2 separate regions of the Mus musculus genome follow, and region 1 is linked to region 2. Evidence: chromatin contacts called from public promoter capture Hi-C data. All regions are on one chromosome and are shown on one strand. Each heading gives the region's core, a stretch centred on a gene start, on an enhancer-like site or on the middle of the called end of the contact. The rest is flanking DNA. Distances are from core to core; before and after follow the strand shown. Region 1 holds the start of Eef1aknmt (EEF1A lysine and N-terminal methyltransferase). Region 2 holds the start of 2810442N19Rik (RIKEN cDNA 2810442N19 gene).

Evidence for each region. Capture Hi-C pulls out chosen DNA fragments and counts their contacts.
Region 1: a promoter capture Hi-C map of liver shows a contact between it and region 2, with 2.6 times the contacts expected there. The contact joins the promoter of Eef1aknmt here to the promoter of 2810442N19Rik in region 2. A contact is called at or near these places in 2 of 39 promoter capture datasets (hippocampal neurons and liver), 4 of 484 Hi-C or Micro-C datasets (the AtT-20 cell line, cerebral cortex, cortical neurons and 1 more), 3 of 115 datasets of contacts at active chromatin or transcription factors (astrocytes, bone marrow-derived macrophages and stem cell-derived neural progenitor cells) and 2 of 9 other capture datasets (adipose tissue and liver).

What each region holds. Positions count from the first base shown.
Region 1 is chr1:162,544,531-162,550,643 of GRCm38.p6, reverse strand. Eef1aknmt (EEF1A lysine and N-terminal methyltransferase) reads left to right here and starts at 2,299. Exons shown (of 8, transcript NM_144877.1): 1 at 2,299-2,540; 2 at 4,117-4,876. The coding sequence starts at 2,388.
Region 2 is chr1:162,003,478-162,009,783 of GRCm38.p6, reverse strand. 2810442N19Rik (RIKEN cDNA 2810442N19 gene) reads right to left here and starts at 4,815. Exons shown (of 3, transcript NR_040562.1): 1 at 4,450-4,815; 2 at 3,962-4,348. The region is part of intron 20 of Dnm3 (dynamin 3); the gene reads left to right.

The DNA of each region.
Region 1 (6,113 bases), core at 1,050-3,549, 540 kb before region 2:
TTGTATTTGATAGCAGCTTGCAAATGAAAAGTTAAATTTCATTTCACACTTAAGGTTAGGCCCCATGCCCAGCAATAGATGGCTAACACAAAACAGACTCAAGGGTATTTTTGTAGACTTTTTAGTCTCATATTGCTTAGTTTGGACATGTTAGCCTTACTGGTCTTTTGCCTGTATATTATGGTTTTTAATCTTGTGGGTTTTTTTTTTTTTTTTTGGTAGAAGTAATTTTTTTAAAGAATTTATTTATTGATTGTATGTATATGAGTACACTGTCGCTGTCTTCAGATACACCAGAAGAGGGCATCGGATCCCATTAGAGATGGTTGTGAGCCACCACGTGGTTGCTGGGAATTGAACTCAGGACCTCTGGAAGAGCAGTGAATGTTCTTAACCGCTCAGCCATCTCTCCAGCCCTAATCTTGTGTTTTGATGGGTAGTTTTTCTGTTTTTTTTCTTCATTCATTTATTTATTTTTTTAATTCTGTGTGTTTTGGGCTGGAGAGATGGCTCAGAGGTTAAAAGCACTGGGTGCTCTTCCAGAGGTTCTAAGTGTTCAATTGCCAACAACCACATGGTGGCTCATAACCATTTATAATGAGATCTGGTGCCCTCTTCTGGCATGTAGGCATACATGCAGGCAAAACACTAATATTTTATTGTTTATTATTATTAGTTGTAGTGGTAGGTTTTTTGTTTTTTTTTTTTGTTTGTTTGTTTGTTTTGTTTTTTGTTTTTTGACACATGGTTTTTCTGTGTAATAAGCCCTGGCTGTCCTGGACTCGCTTTGTAGACCAGACTGACCTCGAACTTAAGAGATCCACCTGCTTCTGTTTCCCAAGTGCTGGTATTAAAGGCATGGCACCACACCTGGCATAAATAAATAAGTCTTAAAAAAATACTGTGTGTTTTATTTAGAGAGAAAGGTCACGGAGTTGAGGAGGTGGGGAAGAGCTGAGACAAGTCGGGAAAGAAGAAACCACTACCAGATTATATCATATGAAACTTTTTAAAAATAAAAACAAGTCCAATAGACGATTCTGTAATGTTTGAAGATGACTTTAAAACTTATGTCTACTCTAACTGTTCCGTGTCTGTGCTAGCACTGTGTGTATAGGCTGTGAAAAAGAATCTCTGGAAAGGAGCTGTGTCCTCAAAGGCTCATTGATTTCAACGTCAATGATGTGAAGCCGTTGAAAGGTTGCATGCAGTTCCAGAGCCAAATTTTCCTAGAACATCTTCCGGTCCTTTAGTAGTTATTTAGTACTTGGCAACATCTTTTGTGACCCTTAGGTAAGACCTTTGGAAAGTATGAAGAGACCTCTAGGTTTTCTTGTGGTTGCAATCATCTTACAATATACTCACCAATGTATTTGTAAGTGTCCCGTTTTACTACTTTCTGTGTTGTTACTATAAAAGTTCATGCAATTGCTACCTCATGGGAACATGGTATTTGAGGAAGCTAAATCTGTGTTCCTGGGCTATGGCCAGTCATATCTGGGCTCCATCTCTTATTCCTTTAACGCGAGAGCTGTTTCTTTCATCGTCTCTTCAAAACAGCTCTTCACTAGGAACTTCCTTGGGATATTTTCATAAAACGATCATTTAAAAGGATGGTATTGTTCATCAGACACATAAACTATGTCTTTACAACTGTCATCAGAATGACAATTTAAGGACTCCAATGATAAAATGAGCATCTTCATAATGAATGGTTACTGTGTTTTGAGAGGCAGGGAAGGGAGGCACTTCGGTTAAGTCTCCTGATATTCACCGTTGTTACTGTATTAATAGCAGGGCTCTGTATTTTGGAGTAGAAAAAGCAGTCATTTTCCTCTGAATTGACCAAGAACGGTGGCAAAGTGATTCCGGGAAGAGGAGATGAGCTCACATTTTCCTGAGGAAGGGGTTTCTAGCTGAGACTCCTGCTCCTGCGCAGGTCAGCTCCCGTTGCCCCTCGCGCTCTCAGCTGGGGATAGAGCGCAGCTCACAGAGGCTGCGCGCGCAGCCCCGCCCGGTTCCACGAAGCAAGCCTCTTCTGCCCGGAGTCCCGCAGGAAGTCCCGCCCGCTCCGCCTGCCCAATCACGAGACCTCTTACCCGGATATGGTTTCTAGGTTCTGAGTGTAGCTGCGGGAGTGTGTGGCTGCTGCACGTGGGGCGCGGACCGAGGGTGAAGAAAAACAAGGGGGGCGGCAGCGGCGCGTGGCCAGCTCAGTGGTTCGTCCGCGCGTCTGCTGCACAGGGCCCGGTTCGGTTGGGTTTTGCGTGCAGAACAAATCTATGGTGCCTGTAGTGGCTAAGATTCCCGCCGCTGCTGCCTCCCGGTGCTTCCCGGGGTGATCTGTCACCAGGAGCAGTGTCGAAGACGCCGCTCACGGTGGGAACATGAATCTCCTACCTAAAAGCTCCAAGGAGTTTGGCTCTGCCGACTACTGGGAGAAGTTCTTCCAGCAGCGAGGGAAGACAGCTTTCGAGTGGTATGGGACCTATCTGGAGCTGTGCGAGGTGCTGCACAAATACATAAAGCCCAAGGAAAAGGTATGGCGTGCAGCCAGTCCCTTGTGGGGACTGAAGATAGCAATCCTAAGTTTAGGAGGCAGGAGGCAGGCAGGCGTGGGGACCCCACTCAGATCTATCATTTTAGGATTCTGCCCAGCATCTTGGCTAAGTGGCAACCTTAAAGATAGCCATTTAAAAGTAAAGATTTTCAGTTAAAACTTCATCCTTAACCCGTTTTGGAATAGTGGCTTCGTCAGTAGACTGAAAGGGTGTTGTGTCACTGTGCACACGTGTGGAATAGGTAGCGTCGTGGGACTTTATTGGTGTATATGTTTATTAAGTCACTGCCGAGTGCTCATCAAATTTCAGGCTTTGTGCCCAGCCCTCAAGCTACAGGAGCAGGAAGCCACAAACACAAGTTAAATTCCAAGTTAAATAGGTGTGGACGAGTTGGAGCTTCGGTAGGGAAGGAGACTTAAGGTCTGCTATGCTCGGGCCTTTTATCTCAACAAATTCAGGCGGGTAGTTGTGCACTTATTTTTTTCAAGTGACTGTTGGAGGCCATGCATGTAGTAGGTGGTCAAATAGAGATTTAAAAGCAGGTCTGTCTGGCTCCAGGGCATATCACTTCTCATGGAACTATGCTTTGCCCTCTAGAGACGGTGACAACAGAATTTTTGAAAGATGAATGGAGGAATGTGCCACAAAGAGAAACAACAATTCGTATTTTTAAGTTTGGCTTCAAGTAGTAAATAGCATGAGATAGACTCTGGGATGGGAGCAGGCTCCAAATCCTCACAAACTAGTTTGTTGTCTGAGGAAATAGGAAGTATGAGCAGTTAGAAACAGTTCTGTCACTCAGCCTATATTTTTAACGGTTTAAAAAAACAAAAACAAAAATGAGGATGCAACTGGTGTTTTGGATTTTGTAACTTCCTACAAACTTCAAGACAAAGATTTCCTTATTTTATTATGTAGATGTGTGTTTGCCTGCCTGAGTTTCTGTGCATCATGTGAGTACAGGAAGTTTGTGGAGGCCAGAAGAGGCTACCAAATTCTCTGGAAATGGAGTTATAGGCTGTGCTAAGAACTGAACTTGGGTCCTTTGCAAGAGCAATAGTTCTAACCTACTGAACCGTCCCTCAGGCTGCACACAAGTTTTGAATAGCGCACATCACACAGCCTGTTCTCACATGACCTTTATTGTGGCATAATACTGTTTGGATTAGTGATTTTCTCCCACGTGTGTCTAGCTTTTGACATTGTAAGAAGAGGTTGTCATCTACAAGGCCTGAGAACCATGCAATCAAGTAATAGAAAAAAAAATTATCAATGCCCCCCTCCCAAAAAAAAAAAAACCCACAATATTTTAAGAATATTTACAGTTTGGTTTTGCAGGCATGACTATGCTAGACCGTGGATTGTGCACACCTGCATTGCTAGTTTCAAGATGGTGTCTAGAGTTAACTTGAGTGCTTCTTTCTACTCAGAATAGTGTCTCTGCCCCTGGAGAATATGAAGTAGCCAAAGTCTACTAATCTCTAGTCTTTGAGGTATCTGAAGCGGATTTCTTGACTTTGGTCACTTTCATTTTGTCTTTGTTTCTTCCCTCCAGGTGCTTGTGATCGGATGTGGCAACTCAGAGCTCAGTGAACAACTCTATGATGTGGGCTATCAGGATATCGTGAACATCGACATCAGCGAGGTTGTCATCAAGCAGATGAAGGAACGCAATGGCAGCCGACGGCCCCACATGAGTTTCCTGAAGATGGACATGACCCAGCTGGAGTTTCCTGACGCCACATTCCAGGTGGTGTTGGACAAGGGCACGCTGGATGCTGTCCTGACAGATGAGGAGGAGGTGACCCTGCGTCAGGTGGACAGGATGCTAGCTGAGGTTGGCCGTGTCCTGCAGGTGGGCGGTCGCTACCTCTGCATCTCCCTGGCTCAGGCTCACATCCTGAAGAAAGCAGTGGGCCACTTCTCTCGGGAGGGGTGGATGGTGAGGGCACACCAAGTGGCCAGCAGCCAGGACCGGGTGTCTGAAGCCGAGCCCCGCTTCTCCCTGCCCGTCTTTGCCTTCGTCATGACTAAGTTCAGGCCAGTCCCTGGCTCTGCCCTTCAGATCTTTGAGCTGTGTACTCAGGAGCAGGGCAAGCCCGTAAGGCTGGAGAGTGCTGATCAGCTGGCGGAGGCTGTGCGGGAGCGCCAGTACTATGCTTGGCTGTGTAGTCAGCTGCGCCGCAAAGCCGGGCTGGGGAGTGTGTCCCTGGACTTGTGCAGTGGGGACACGGGGGAGCCACGCTACACCCTCCACGTGGTGGACAACCCCGCTGTGAAACCATCGCGGGACAATCATTTTGCCATTTTCATCAGTGAGTTGGGATTGCTCCGCCTCTCCCTGGAAGGGCTGTCTTAAAGGGGCTGGGGCTTGCTCTGCCTCTTTCCCCTAGAAGGGCTGGCTTGCTGGAGCTGGGCTTGGGTATTGGTGATTGGGTGTATATATATCGTGCCTGTGTTTATCTTAAGGTTAGATTAACCAAGGTCTAATGAAGAGGGAGTAGTAGCTCTCTGAAACTGTCTTAGACTCAAACTCCTTCTTAGGAAGTTTGAGAATGGAGGTTATAGGCAGGAGATAGTAAGTGTAAATTTAGACCCATTACACATTTCATAGCCGGGTTAGTTACTTTGTGAATTGGATAAATGGAAGCAAGGCTGGGCTGCTCGGTGCCAGCTGGAATATCTTGGCTGAGTTCTAGCTAGCGTGTATACTGTTGGACTCCAGAAGGAAAGCCGCTCTGCAGACTTAAGGAGGCAGTATGGAGGTAGCAGACAGGATGGAGCTCTGGGGCAGACTCTCGGGATCCAGTCCCAGCTTTAGATACTTCCTGGTGATTTGATACAGCAAGGGTGACTGCTTCCTGTCTGCCTTATTTTCCCTGTAAATGAAATGGAACTGTCACTCTCCTGTATAGTTGGGAAGTGTAAACTCTTAGAAATGATGCTGGCCTTGTGGTAAGTGCTGTATGACTGTCAGCTGTTTGCCCTATAAAGAAGAGAAGGTGCCGGAGGGATGGTGGGGTGAGAACATTTGGAAGTAAAGAAAATGTGAACGTTCTAGGTGAAAGTAAGGTGGGGTTATGCTGGAAACCTGGTTTCTTGAGACCTGAGCCACCTTTCCAAGTATTTGATAATCCTTCCTGCCTACCCCCCCTCAGTGACCAGTGGAGCCATCAGAAGCATGGCAATGGGCGTCTGTCAGTGCGAGCTGAGCTTTGCATTCACTGCAGTGTGATCTTAGACAAGTAGTTTAAGTTCTGTGCTTCTCTGTCCTCATTTTCAAAGATGGAAATAGTGCCATGTGTACCTTGGGCCATTTTGAGGATTCCGTTATTTGTATTTGTAAAGAGCTTTTTTCCTGGCCTGCATATAGCTTTTTTTTTTTTTAATATGGAAAAGCAGCACTATCCAGTGTGAGTGTGCGCGCGTTTGTGTGTGTGTGTACGCGCGTGTGTGTGCGCGCGCGCACACGCGTGCTCCTTGCCTGTCTTCTTCCCTTCAGACATACCCACACTCGAATTGCCCTCAGTCCTGCTTCGTGTTTGATGGGCT
Region 2 (6,306 bases), core at 3,566-6,065:
CCAAAGGATACTGCTTGCAGGATTGTCATCCAGATCTTGAGATGAGACAGTACTATTACCACCACTTGAGTCCTACTCAAAGAACATGGGAATACTCAGTCCAGCTTTTTTTTTCTCTTTCTAAATTCAACTTAGCTGAAACTGAGCTAAATTTCTCATAATGTTTATGTTGCTCTCAATCTTAAATGTTGTCCTAAAAGCCTCTCACACACATTTTTAAGGTTCATGAGTCCAATAAAATAGGCTACTATTTACATTTTCCAGACAGACAATGAGGCCAACAGCCTGCCTAATGCCAGCCCTACTAGGCTCTAATCCTCAGCAGCCCACCTCTAGAGCCCAGGTTCGGCCACCACAAGAGGGGCTAGCAGTAGGGACCTCCCAGAGTCTGACATTTCTGCTATGGCTAGCTCTCCTGTGCACTTGAGGATGATTAACAGCAGCCCTGGTCACCAGTCACTAGCTGTCAGTTATGTCCTCCCTCACGTTGTGAACATCAAGAACACAGGCATGGCGGCTGTCCCTTAGGAAAGTAAATCCATACTCTACCGGGCAACCACAGCGCTGCAGCAGCGTATTCATAAGAATTTCCTTTCCACATCAAAAACGTACATTTCAACATTGAATGTTGCTACAGGCAAGATCAAGTTTATTGTTTTTAGAAACCCTCAAATTGACTGGGAAAGTGTCTGCCGCTGTGCCAGGATGGTATGGAGGCTGTGAGGGGAAAAGGGGGTGGGGGTGGGGATGTGAGAGTGGGAAGGCAAAGTCCCAGGAGAGCCTTGAACTCTGTTGTTTTGTCTGTTTTGCTCTGAGAAGGAGCCAGGGGGACCTGCGGCTGTACCACGCTCAGGAATGGGTGTGCAAGTCTTGCCTGCTCGCTTCACTGCTTTTCCTGTCGGTCTCCAATAAGCTAGCTTGCCAAACAAATGCTCTTCAGAAAAATCAGCTTTCGGATGCTAAATGGATTTGCTAAGCAGGGTGGAGTTAGCTTTGGTATTTTTGAGCTTGCACGCAGGCAGAAGGGTGGGAGTCAGTAAGTAACCCGTGTGAATTGCCAGGGTGAGGGCTGTGAGGAAGGAAGGGGGAGCCACCAGGTTTGAAGATCCCAAGTCCAGGAATTTGTAGGACAACGGTTGAGCCATTCAAAATCTCTAGAACACTCTCGAGTTAAAACCAGATTTAACTTGGTCTGGCTTTGTGTACCACCCTGAATTTAAAACAGAAATAGAAGAGTTTGAATTGATACAGAGAAAGCTGGTTGTTTTGTGCTGAGCCCCCAAGATTGAGGGGCCCAGCAGAGCAGGCTGGGAGGGGATCCCTGTGGCGGGGGTCACCTGAGCAGAGCTGGAGACCGGTCAGGGTCCTGACGCCTATTAAAGCCTTGCTTTAGATGGAAGATTCTGAACTCACAACGTCTGTTTTTAATAAAAGCCAGAGCAGGATCCTACCAAATGCAAGCCAGAAATGGGGTTTAAGATTTCAGAGAGAGAGAGAGAGAGAGAGAGAGAGAGAGAGAGAGAGAGAGAGAGAGAGAGAGAGAGAGAGAAAGGAAGGAAGAAAATGAAGAAAGCTCTTATTGAAACACCACCTTGTTCCACCTGTTTATATATTCTTTCCCTTCCATAATTTGTTACTTTTTCTCTACTAAAAACTAAATAATCAAGATGCCCTGTCCATCATCTCCCAAAAACCAGTGTTTGGCTTTTCAAGGAGAAAAGTCCAAATTTATTCCTCCCCAAAGTTCTTTGCTTTGCTAAGGGACCTTCTTCCTTTTTCAACCTGAATCTTGAGAAACTCCCACCACAACCCAGTACAAAGGGTACCCCCTGGTTCCCTGCTGGCCTTCCAAATTACAAAGGCAATCGCAGAACTTCTAGAGGCAAAAGATTTTTTAAGCCACCCTAATGTGTGCCTAGCCAGTCTTCCTCCCGATACTCTTTAGCAATCAGTGATCACGACTTTTCTTTTCGCCCTATTCCAAGGTCGTCAAAGCCCTTGGCGTGGCCCAGGAACCTTGAGTTTTCCATCTTTTTAACCAGAATCTTTACCATACCTTTCCATTTCAAATATACAGGGAGAGTTGGGGCAAGGGGTTGAAGTCACTTTTGACTCAGCTTTGCCCAGCCACTCGGCTGTTCTGGTTTCTGTGTTTTGGAGCCTTTTGGTGCGAGAGCAAGAAACACTGCAAACTGCACGTGGGTTTTAATTACTTCCACTCGAACTAATGAGCCTCCTACTAGCATGGATACCCCTGCCATTAGTAAGCTGGGTTACATAAATCTGTGATCTTTGGGACATTTCCCCCTCCCTCCCCACTCCCTCCCGCCACAGGCTTGACTATCTAGACTGTCCCATGTCTCCTGCCTCCATTCATGCTCTCTGACAAGACAAAGCTCCCGGTCCCCATCAGACACCAACTTCAGAGTTAGTGTAGCTATTTTCAGTTACCACTTCTTAAAATTAGATAATTGGCAAGTGTAGCCTTTGATATTAACAGAACAAATTAGCTGAGTCCAAGTGTGTTTTTCCTGGCACTAGCTAACTCTGACACTATTTCGATTATTCGTCCTTACCCCCCCCCAAGCCCAACCCCTGTCCACCCCTTCCCTAGGACAAAGCTCTTTTGCAATGGTCAAAAGGGATAAGGGTGTGAGGAAGGGTCTCTAGCCAAGGGAGAACAGACTTCACCTACCTCATCACTCAATATTCCACTTTTTAAAAAGTCGAGCTAGAGAAGAACTTTCTCGGACCCACCCTCGTTCACCATCTCTGATGGTTTCTTTTAAAAATGGCCAAGCCTGGTTCACTCCATTTGGCTTTTGCTTTAGCTCAACCCATCTGACCGAAATCAAAAACTGATCCTTTAAGTGATGTTCTTGTGAGCCTTGCAAGGAAGACAAAGCCCCCATGGTGTGTACATAGGCCCAGGGCAGCACTAAGACTTCACCCAGAGCTCCTCCATGGTGTCTTCCATGGTTTCTTTGACTTACCAGAGCACACTGCTTGCAGAAAGATGTACATGGCCCCTTTCCAAAACAATTGATGCCCTATATTACAAAAGTTAAGGCCCATTGGTTTTCATCATAATTTCGTTTTAAATGTTTGGTCTCTGATTCTGATGGCCTTGCATTGCCTAACCGTAACTCCCAACTCTTTCACACATTTTATTTGTTGTAAGTTACAGTTAGCACAGCATCCTTTCTTTCTATTTGGTGTATAAAGTCTCCTTGTTTTATTTGAGGTTTCTATTCATCTTTGTAAGCAAGTTCCCTAGATTTCAAGCCAGGACAAACCCCAACCCATCATTCTTCTATCTTTGCGTTCCTCACATCAAGGTTTGGTGCCGTGAAGGAGGAAGCTGTCGAGCCTTGAAGTCGAGGGGCTCAGAGTACATGGAAATTAAGCAACCCGTGTGACTAGCCTGGGAGTCATTCCCCTGCGGTCACACACGGAAACATCCTGACTTACCCTCTCCTCTCCTCGACAGCTCTCTAAAACTGTGGTGTTTTTAGCAGCCAAGTGTCATTTGGACAAGTGGTGAAATCACCTTGCGATTTGTGACATCAGCTGTGAGGCAAGCTCTCTGTTCTCCTAACTAGCCAGCCTTCCTTACAGAAAAAAATAAAAATCATACCCAGACAGTCTGGATTGTCAGGGAACTGTTTTTGTTTTTTGTTTTGTTTTTTTTTTCAACAACTAGATTTAAAAGTAAAAAAGAAAAACAAGCTATATTATAGCTCAAAAATATAATTGCTAAAGACAGAACAACTTTAAGCTGTTCTTACAATTCTTACAATCAAGGTATCTCATGAGGCAACCCTTGATATTAGAAATAAATTGGTGCTGAGACCTCCAAATGTAATTAATAATCTGCTGCAGGTTCAACATTAGTTGTCATAAAACTAAAATTTCAAACCACTGTTCTCTAAAGAAAAGTGTCCACTTTAATTAAATATACCTCCAAAGGTGCAATCTATTTACATGACGGTTCTTATTCCAGTATCCTGCTTCAATTCTTATGACAATGTACTAGTCCACTGAAAGGAAGCAATGGCGAATGTCAAAGGTTTTCTTTCACTCTTCAGGTCCTGTTTCCAATATGGTTTAAGTGAAAGTCAAATTATTTTGGGGATTTCCTCCTTGGGCCTAACTAAGGAAGTAGAGTCGACTTTACACAGGCATTTCCACTCGGCCACAGTTCAGATGCCTGGCGGTCTGTTTAGGCAAGGCCCACATACATTACCGGTGTCTCCTCGGGTCAGAACCTGTGAACTCTTTGGTGGTGTGTAGGCAGACTCACGTTTGCCTTTCTCTTTTCATTGGGTCTGAATCTTTCCCACATATCCTATGTGGCAGGAAAGTAAAAGCAAAAAGGGAAATTAGGAAAGATTCCCGTCATGCAAAACGCAAATAACACGAACGCAGACAGGAGACAGCTCCTCCTACCGTACACTGCAGTTAGCCAAGCAGCGGGTGACAGGCCTCCAGTTAAGCAAACACAACTGCTTCCTCCGTGTCTTGTGTCAAGAACAAGTAGCTCTGACATTGTTCCCTTTGGAGATCTTTAGTCGCTAAGCTCCGTCACTGCAGGACAAGCGCTTTTGCATCTCAGGGTGCCCAGTTCTGCCCTGGGGTTCACCTGATTGATAGAGGACAACAGCCAAGACAGAGGCCCTGGCCAGGGACAATGCGTAATTGATTCCGATTATTTTTCCTGTGGCCAGTCAGCAGTAAACTGTCACCAGCTGTAATCCACCGAGTGTCCCTATATACAAGCTGGTGTCAGCTCGGAGAAAAGCGGGGAAATGCTCTACCATGTGTAAATAGACATCCAGACTTGCAGACACACATAGGCTAGCTAGGGCTCAAGTTTCTTTCATTGCCCTTGCTGGGAGGAAAAAGCGATTTTCAAGAAGGCTTCATGCTCAGGCATTCCTGGTCAGAGGGGATATTTTTCCAAGGCCTCGGAGACTCACGGTGTATGAATTGCACCTCTTTCACAGCTAACTTTTATCTCAGCAGTAAACTCTTAAGAAGAGGCTGCTGGAGGCTTCTTTATTTCCCTCTTTTCCTTTCCCCCAACTCACCGGCTACTATGAGAGATTAAAAAGTGAGACTTAGAAAAAAACCTTACACGGCAGACAGGAAGTTTAAACTAAAACTTGTCAGTGGAGCGTCTTGCTCTGTGAATGTGCCTGGGACGCCTAACTGCAGCAGCGGAAGAAAGGAGGGAAGGAGTCAGCTGAGCGCGTGTTGGCTCTGCTGGCTCCTCATGCATTTATCGATGCTTAAACATAGAATTGTTAAGTGCCCGGCGCTGACATTCCTTAGCCTACCCATGCCAAACATACTGGATGCATTGTCTGGGGAAACCTCTGGATCTAAACACGTATTTACACCCTTTAGTTGCCAAATGGTTTCCATCTGGCTCACCAATGCTGTTGCCAGAAGGATATTCCACTTCTGGTCAGGCTAGAGTTGTCAGGGCCAGAGTGGGGGTTTCTGGGAAGGCTCTGAGCCTGAGAGACACTACATGTTTAATGACGCCACATTACTTGAGCATTTACATGTTTAGATCACATGGCAGCACTAGCCCAAAATAGAACTCCAACGCAGGGCAATGTCGAAAGCCATGAGGTATTCAGGGACTCTCTCCACACCACAGCTCCCTCATTCCTTGCATCTGGCTGCTCCTCAGGCTTCAGAGCCACATGATAGGCAAAACCACAAATACCAAATGCTCTAATTTATTTTTAAGCATTCCCACCAAGCACTGAGAAATATCCACTCTTTGTTTTTCAGTCAGAATAATCGGTTCCCATGAATCACATGAACCCATTCCATTCACAGGCCCTGGGGGCGGGGAGCAGGGGTCGGAGCATAATCAAAAGGGAAATTAGCCAACTTCTCCACGTCTCAGCATCAGGGGTAGCGTTGAGCCTCTTGATCCAATTGCCCACACAGGGAGTGATCTAAGCACCAGAAAATGAAACAAGGTATAATGGCTCTCCTCCCTGCTCTTACGGAAACCCCACGAATGCACAGGTCAACATGAGAGTCGCCAATAAGCAGCATCCTTTCTTTGGTGGAAAGGATGACATAGAAGCTGAGAGAGAAGAAAATGAAGACTGAACCAACCTAGATACTCTACCACAAACATATCCAAAGCTTCAAGGAAAGGTCTGGAAACGGAGACAAGCTAAAATAAAGGTGGACATGATCTCTTATAGCCCCCCATAAGCCTGCAAGGCTGAGGCTGAGGCTGAGGCAGGAGGATCATGAATTTAAGGCCAGCCTTGGCTA